Regions from separate parts of the Macaca mulatta genome. Here region 2 is linked to region 1. A link is a contact called in public Hi-C data. All regions are on one chromosome and are shown on one strand. Each heading gives the region's core, a stretch centred on a gene start, on an enhancer-like site or on the middle of the called end of the contact. The rest is flanking DNA. Distances are from core to core; before and after follow the strand shown.

Region 1 (3,299 bases), core at 797-3,296:
CTTATGTGTACAATGTCTTCCTATACTAAGAATGTGGGTATATCAATATTTCCCTATAGGCTAGTACTATTTTAAAGATTTATTTTTTTCATTTAGGATGCTTGGGACAAAGACTAGTGAAAAAAAATTATCTTTATGCTAGGAAAGCCTCTTCTAAGCACCTCTCTTAGGTTTAGGAATTTCTGATTCCCAGTTTTGATCTATCCCATCTATCCCACAACCTTAGTCTACCCTAGAACCTCCAAGTTGGTAAAAAATCATAATAATGGCTGCCCCTTTCTGAGCCCTTATTCATTAGCACTGTGCTCGTCACTTTACATGTTGATTCTTTTATTCTGTACAATAACTCCAGACCATTTTCATCCCCATGTCACAGATTTGAAACTGAGACTCATGTGGGTGATCAATGTACTCCAAGTTATATAGGCAAGAAAGTGGCAGAGCCAGGATGTGAACTCACTGTGTGAGTTCTAAGGCTGAATATTAGCTGCTTGCTGCTTAACCACTCTGCCTCCATTGATGAGAGGAAAACATACAAATCCTTCTCTTCAAGTTGCTTTTCCTCTGAAGCATCCTCAGGCAAGGAGAAAAACCACTGTTGAAGAAAATGCCACTAAACACACAAGACTCCCAGAAGCACAAAGAGAGGCAAAGGAGGTCCAGGGAAGTCATGGAATGTGGAACAAGGATTCAGCCATATAGAAAATATTCCGCACTTCAACTTCTTGATAAGAAGTGCATCAAAGTACTTCTTAGAAAACTCTACCAAGAAGACATAGCAAATAGATCTTTTCAGATATGCTGCATACCACTCTATTATTAGCTCCATTGCAATCCATTCACTGAGTGATAAGAATTTTCCAAGAGACTGTTAGCTCTAAAAGTCAGTATCTCCTGGAAAGATCTTTAGGCGCAGGAAGTCAGATAAAGTATTTTTTAGAATGATTTCTGAGTAAGCTATGTAATTAAGGTTTTTAGTTCCACTGTTCACCAGCTGTGCAGCCTCAGGCAAGATGCTCACCCACTCAGTGCCTCTCTATCCTCATCCTTACAATGAGGATCACTTATGGTGCCAACGTGCAGTGAAGGGCTGGATGTGTAGCTCACAAACCCTAGGAAGTGACTTTCTCTATGAGGCCTGATTTGACAGCTTCTCAGAAGATTCCATATTTGGGGAACCTTGACAAGAGAGAAAATCCAATCCTATGCACCGCAAATGTAATGCCTCTCAGTCTGGGAACATACAACAGCTAGGTGGCATGAGCCAGGACACATTAGAGGCAACAGGTGCCAGGTTTGGGTCTAAATCTGGCTGACCCTCTCAGTGTTAAACCAAAGGATGGGGGCGGGGGTGAGGAGTTCCCTCCCTATCTGTGACTTTTAAAATCCTTGCTTCTCCTATGGTCTGTCTGAAGATGATCACCATTCCTGTTGAGGCACAATAGGGAATAAGCCAAGCGAAGTCTTAGCACTTTTACCCTGAATTGTGTGGCTTTCGTCAAGCAAAGTCAGAAGGACATTTATTTTCAAGACAGGCCTTTGTTCTTTTTGAAAAAGAAAAATCTCTCATCCTTTCTGCACGTGGCTACAGCAAGCTGCAACTCACAAAGCTGCCAATTTTAACACATGTGCTTGGGCACACACACATGCATACACAGGCACGCTCACGCACACACAAGTTCATTCTAGTCCTGGCTCCCTCTGAAACAATCCATCTTCAGCGTTCACTGTTAATTACGACTTTGCACACTGATAACCAAATGACACTGAGCCTGGAGTGGCTGTCCCTGTCTCTCTGCATCACATTTACGCAGGTTGATGAAATCATTCTGGCCAAGGTTAAGGCAAGCCTCCGTGGTGCAAAGGCTCTGCTTAAAACAAATACTGCTTGCTTTGGGGACCTGGTAGGGGGGAATAAAAAAGAAAACCAAGATGCTCTAGGCTTCTGCCCTTGTTTCCAGGCAACCAGATGCTGGGTACAGGAAGGGAGAGGGGCTTTCTTCTGGTGCCAGACAGTATTGATAGACAGAGGGCTAACTTTCAGAGCCAAGGACATGGGGAGGGACAGAGGAAGCCTGCATAAGCCTCATTACCCTAATCAACCATAGAGTCAGCCCGTTGGCAGGGAGAGCTGGAAAATGAGCCCAGCCCCAGGGCTGAGCCAGGGAGAGAGATGCCTTTCTGTAGTACTTTCCAAAGGTGCTGCCGCTATAAGCAGGAGGATTCCCGGGTCACCACGATCTTGGCCGCCAAAGATGGGTGTGCGGTTCGGGTGTGCAGGTCAGGTGAGCAGAAGGAACCTGACAACTCTCTCCTCGGGGAGTCCCAGGAACCACTCCGGGGGTGTGAGTCCTGGTTGGAGGGCAGAGGGCACAGAACAATGGGCAAGCTGAGGTGTCTCATGCTTCAGTACCATTTTACAGATCCTCTTCATGGCTACTGTGCACCAAGCACCTTGCTAAGCCAAGGCAATTCAAGGGTGAAAAGGATGGGCAAGCACCAAGCCATCCAATCACCTTTACTATTTCTTTTTGTAAATATCCAGAGCCCCGTGGGATCATGGGGTGTAGTGGTGTCTTCTAGGGGCTCCTCCGCAGATTTAGCTCAGATCTGGGCTAAATCTGAGCTCTGTCACTTACAAGCAGAGCACAATCATTATTTCTACTAAAAAAAAAATGAGCGTTTCCTATCTCTTCTCAAGTTTCTCTGGTGACACAGTACAAAGTCTGTTCAGCTAAGATGGTAAGAATGTAGCCTTCCCCTGTCATTGTATTTGCAGTCCTTATAGTGCTATATGGCACAGAACGTATACTACATGTACATTACAAAAACATGCGGCAGACATTCAGCATCTTGTTAAATTCTGGATGGCGTAAAACACTATGCCAGGAAGTAACATTCCCATTTGGTAGAGGAAGATTCTAAATTGCAGAGAGGTTAAGAGGGCTGTTGGTTCACAAGGAAGCAGGGTGTCCATGCCAGAATCTGCAGGAGGAAGAGTTTGGTAAATTGCACTGAAAAAAGAAGTCCCCCAGCCCAGCCCATTGTGGCTGTGGCCTTCATCCGGCCACTGGACTCAGGCCTACTGGAGTGGTTCCTGGTACCCCTGGGGGGTGTATGCAGGCTCTTGCCCATCCGAATTGCATGCCCCTCTGTGGCTGCCAGGTTGTTCCCATGTTGCATTTTGGCATCTCATGTTAAGCAGCATCCGCTGTTCTCTACTGGTGCCTGTGTCCTGGATCTGAAAAAATGAAGCAAAAGAAAACAAATACAACAAGCAAACAAAAATAGAGAGGAAT
Region 2 (3,246 bases), core at 290-2,789, 510 kb after region 1:
ATGAGTCGAGCCCGGTGGAAGATTTACAGGGATTTGGGACCAGGGGGACAATGGAGTTTTAAATGTTGATAGCGTTTCACACCAAACACATAATGGGTGCCCTGAGTTTGAAAGCAGGTTTGCCTTTAAGGGTAGGTTTTATTGTATTGGGCGAAAAGAAGGAGGGTCTGGAGAACGATCTGCAAGGGAATGGGGTGCGAGGAGAGCGACGGAGGCTGGTGCCCCCGGGCCGGCCTCCTGCGCCAGGTTCGCGGTCCGCGAGGGTCGGAGCCAGCGCCACGCAGGGCCCTCGGCTGATTTCCCCAGCGCGGCCCCGTCGCCGAAAGAATGAGCAAGAATGAGCGCGCAAGTTAGAACTCGCCTGCGCTTTCGACATCTCCCAGCCGCTGCGGCAGAGCAAGCAGACGAACTAGAAAAAGTCGGTCCAGTTCGCCCCCTAGCCCCAGGCGCGCTGCGCTCCCTCCAGCGCCGACGGCGGCTGTGGGCGAGGGGCGCCCCGGCACCGAAAACCGGGCACTGGAGCCGTCGCCTCCCCAACAGTGCCACCCTTGACCATCGCCACCCCTACGGGATGTCACCGGCCCCACCCCAGCGGCCCCCTCCCGAAAAACGAGTCTCCGTGGGGCCTGGATGGGACGGAAGTTCCCAGGACCCACGGATGGAGCACCTCAGAGATGCCCCCTGGGACCCGGCCTGCGGGGCTGTGCCACGGGCAGGCGAACCTTCGGCCAGTCTGCTCTGGGGTCGGAGAAACGTGCCCAGTCAGCGGGAATGCGCCCGCCAGGGTTTGACAGGGAGGGGGGCGTCAACGCCAGAGGCAGATGTCAGCATCTGGATGGGGGTGGCAGAGGCAGAACTTCCCGAACACCGGCCGTCAGCAGGCACCCACCTCCCCCATCACCTATGCAGCCACAGAGAGAGGACACGGAGGGCCCTCCACAATGCCAGTCCTTCCGCGCCCCCCGCCCAGAGGACTGTGCACCCGGCGTCCCGGGCTCCCCTGGCGTCCACGTCCCCGACTGGGGAAGCTCCCCGAGGCGTCTTGCGCGGCGATTACCTTGAATGGCAACGCTCCTCCGCGATCTGTGTTATCCCCGCGCCCCGCGTGGGTCGGGATGGAGAAAGCGACGAGCCCGGGGTTGAGGGCAGCAACTCCAAAACGCAGAAGAGTGGTCCTTGGGTCTTCGCCGGCGCCAAGGCTCCCGGGCTTCAAGCGCACCCCAGGCTGCGGAGGAGCGCGGGCATGACGCCCGCGGGCTGCCCTCGGATTTGGGGAAGGAGAGAAAGAAAGGACTCAGGCTTGGCGTCGCCTCCACCAAACTTTGCTCTCGAGTTGCGAAGGCTCAGAGCGCGCAGGCAAGCTGCGGCCTCGGGGCCCCCGGGGCTCGCGGCCGGCCCCCGCCAGCCCGGAGAGCAGTCGCCGCGCCGGGCCAGGTACGCCGCATGCAGCCCCGCGGCGCCCGAGCTTTGTGGCGGCCGCGCGCGCTCGCTCGCCCGCTCCGCACCCGCCGCCCGCCCGCTCGGCTCTCCACCGCGCTCTCCTGCCGCCGCCGCCCGCGCCGCCGCCGCCGCCTCCGCCTCCTCGCGGCGGGTCACGCCCCCGCTGAAACCCGAGCCGTTTCCTGGACGGCGGCGCCCTCTCTGCCAATCAGCGCCGCGCGCCCGGGCCGCCCCGAGCCCCGCGCGGCTCCCGACGCCTCCGAGCTGCCGGAGACACCGGCCGGGGAGGCGAGGGCCCGGCCGCGATCCGGCCGTAGGGATGCAGCGACAGCCTCCGAATAAGGCCTGGTCCCGCGCCCCGCGCCACCTCCTCCCTCCTCCCCGGGCGAGCGAGGCTGGCCAGCGGCTCGCTGAGCGGCTGCGTTACGTTGTTTTATGTCAAGTTAGAAAACAAGTGACCAAAGGCTCTAACCCTGCCCTCCCCGTAAAGAGACTTTAAAATGCGCCTTCTTGGTACTGCGGGGAGGGTTGTCAGGCAACTGAAGCTTTTGGAGGAGAGAAAGCAACTTGGAAATGTTCGCAGGACATTGCATTTTTCTGTCCTTCTAAACAATAGAAATGAGAGGAAAAAACTGAATATTAATGGAGGACCTAGTATGTGAGGGTCACACTACATAGGTGATTCTATTTCGTCTCCCCAACCACCCTGCAGAGTACTATTCCCAGTTTCTGATAAGGAAACTAAGGATCAGAGAGGTTAAGTAATTTGCCTAGGATCACACAGCTGGCTACTAGGAGAGCCTGACCTTGAATGTGGCTCTCTCAGAAAAAGTCAAAAATTGCATCCAAAAAAAAAAGTGTTTAGTATATATGTTTGGATTAATAAAACGAAATTCAAAGGAGTCTAAAGACTCTACCATAAATAGCTGGACCTTGAACAAAGTAATTCCTCCCTCTGAATCTTAGATTCAAAATCATAAATGCAAAATCTGATTCTTCAACTGCACGCCAAGCTGTAACTGGTTAAAGTTCCTATTTCCATTCACCTTTTCACTAAGCCATGTCTTCAGAATAATTTATTTTAAATATGCTTTTTCTCCCTCCTTATTCATCCAGCTCCTGAGCAGTTGTGCTTAAGTTCAAGACATATAGATTAAAACCTTAATTATTTTTCTTTAGAAAAGGTCACTAAACCCAGAAATGCTTTAGAATCCTTTTGAGGCCTAAAGATAGATGAAGCATTGAGAACAAACCTGACTTGGAAAACAGACTTTTCCTGCATTTAGAAACGTATTTGCACCTGTGTCACTAACATTGCACACTTCATAACATTTACAAAAATATTTTTCAAGGTACCACATGATTAGAAAATCATTTTTATTCACAATATAGCACAGAAAACGTTTATACAAGTTACTTAAAAGCCATACAAGTAAGAAATCCATTTAACTGTCTCAGGCAAAAGGCTATAACATTATATTTTGGAAGTTTGATAGCAACAAAATAAAAACTGGTTCTTAAGTAAAATTATCCCTCTATATGCTTGGTAGGAGGGTATGTTTTTGGTCAAGTCCTCTAACCTGGATTAGCCCAGAGCCTGTACATTAACAGACACCTCAGCCCAGGTGACGCTTAGCCATTCACTCCCACCTGGGTTCCTCTGATAGCAGTATGTTTCAAGTTCTCAGAAAAGGGATGCAGCTGAACGCGTCTGCCTGCTCGCAGGCTGCCACTTACATCTTTATATTCCCCGCCAATGGGACACTCGAGTGTCTCAGGACAGATTCCATCCTGCACCGCATCCAT

The links. Hi-C and Micro-C count contacts between places; a contact is called where the count stands out from the background.
Region 2: a contact with region 1 is called in a Hi-C map of fetal cortical plate, with 1.7 times the contacts expected there. The contact joins the promoter of FGFR2 here to the enhancer-like site in region 1. A contact is called at or near these places in 3 of 14 Hi-C or Micro-C datasets (fetal cortex germinal zone, fetal cortical plate and liver).

Annotation. Positions count from the first base shown.
Region 1 is chr9:133,177,940-133,181,238 of T2T-MMU8v2.0, forward strand. No RefSeq gene overlaps it. Among named protein-coding and RNA genes, the nearest start is that of WDR11, 220 kb to the left of the region's middle. Within about 2 kb of position 2,047, at least 7 of the 40 cell types and tissues checked have an H3K27ac peak or open chromatin away from gene starts, as enhancers often do. A contact at or near this core is called in fetal cortex germinal zone and fetal cortical plate, where this site is marked.
Region 2 is chr9:133,688,206-133,691,451 of T2T-MMU8v2.0, forward strand. FGFR2 (fibroblast growth factor receptor 2) reads right to left here and starts at 1,540. Exons shown (of 16, transcript XM_077947657.1): 1 at 1,058-1,540.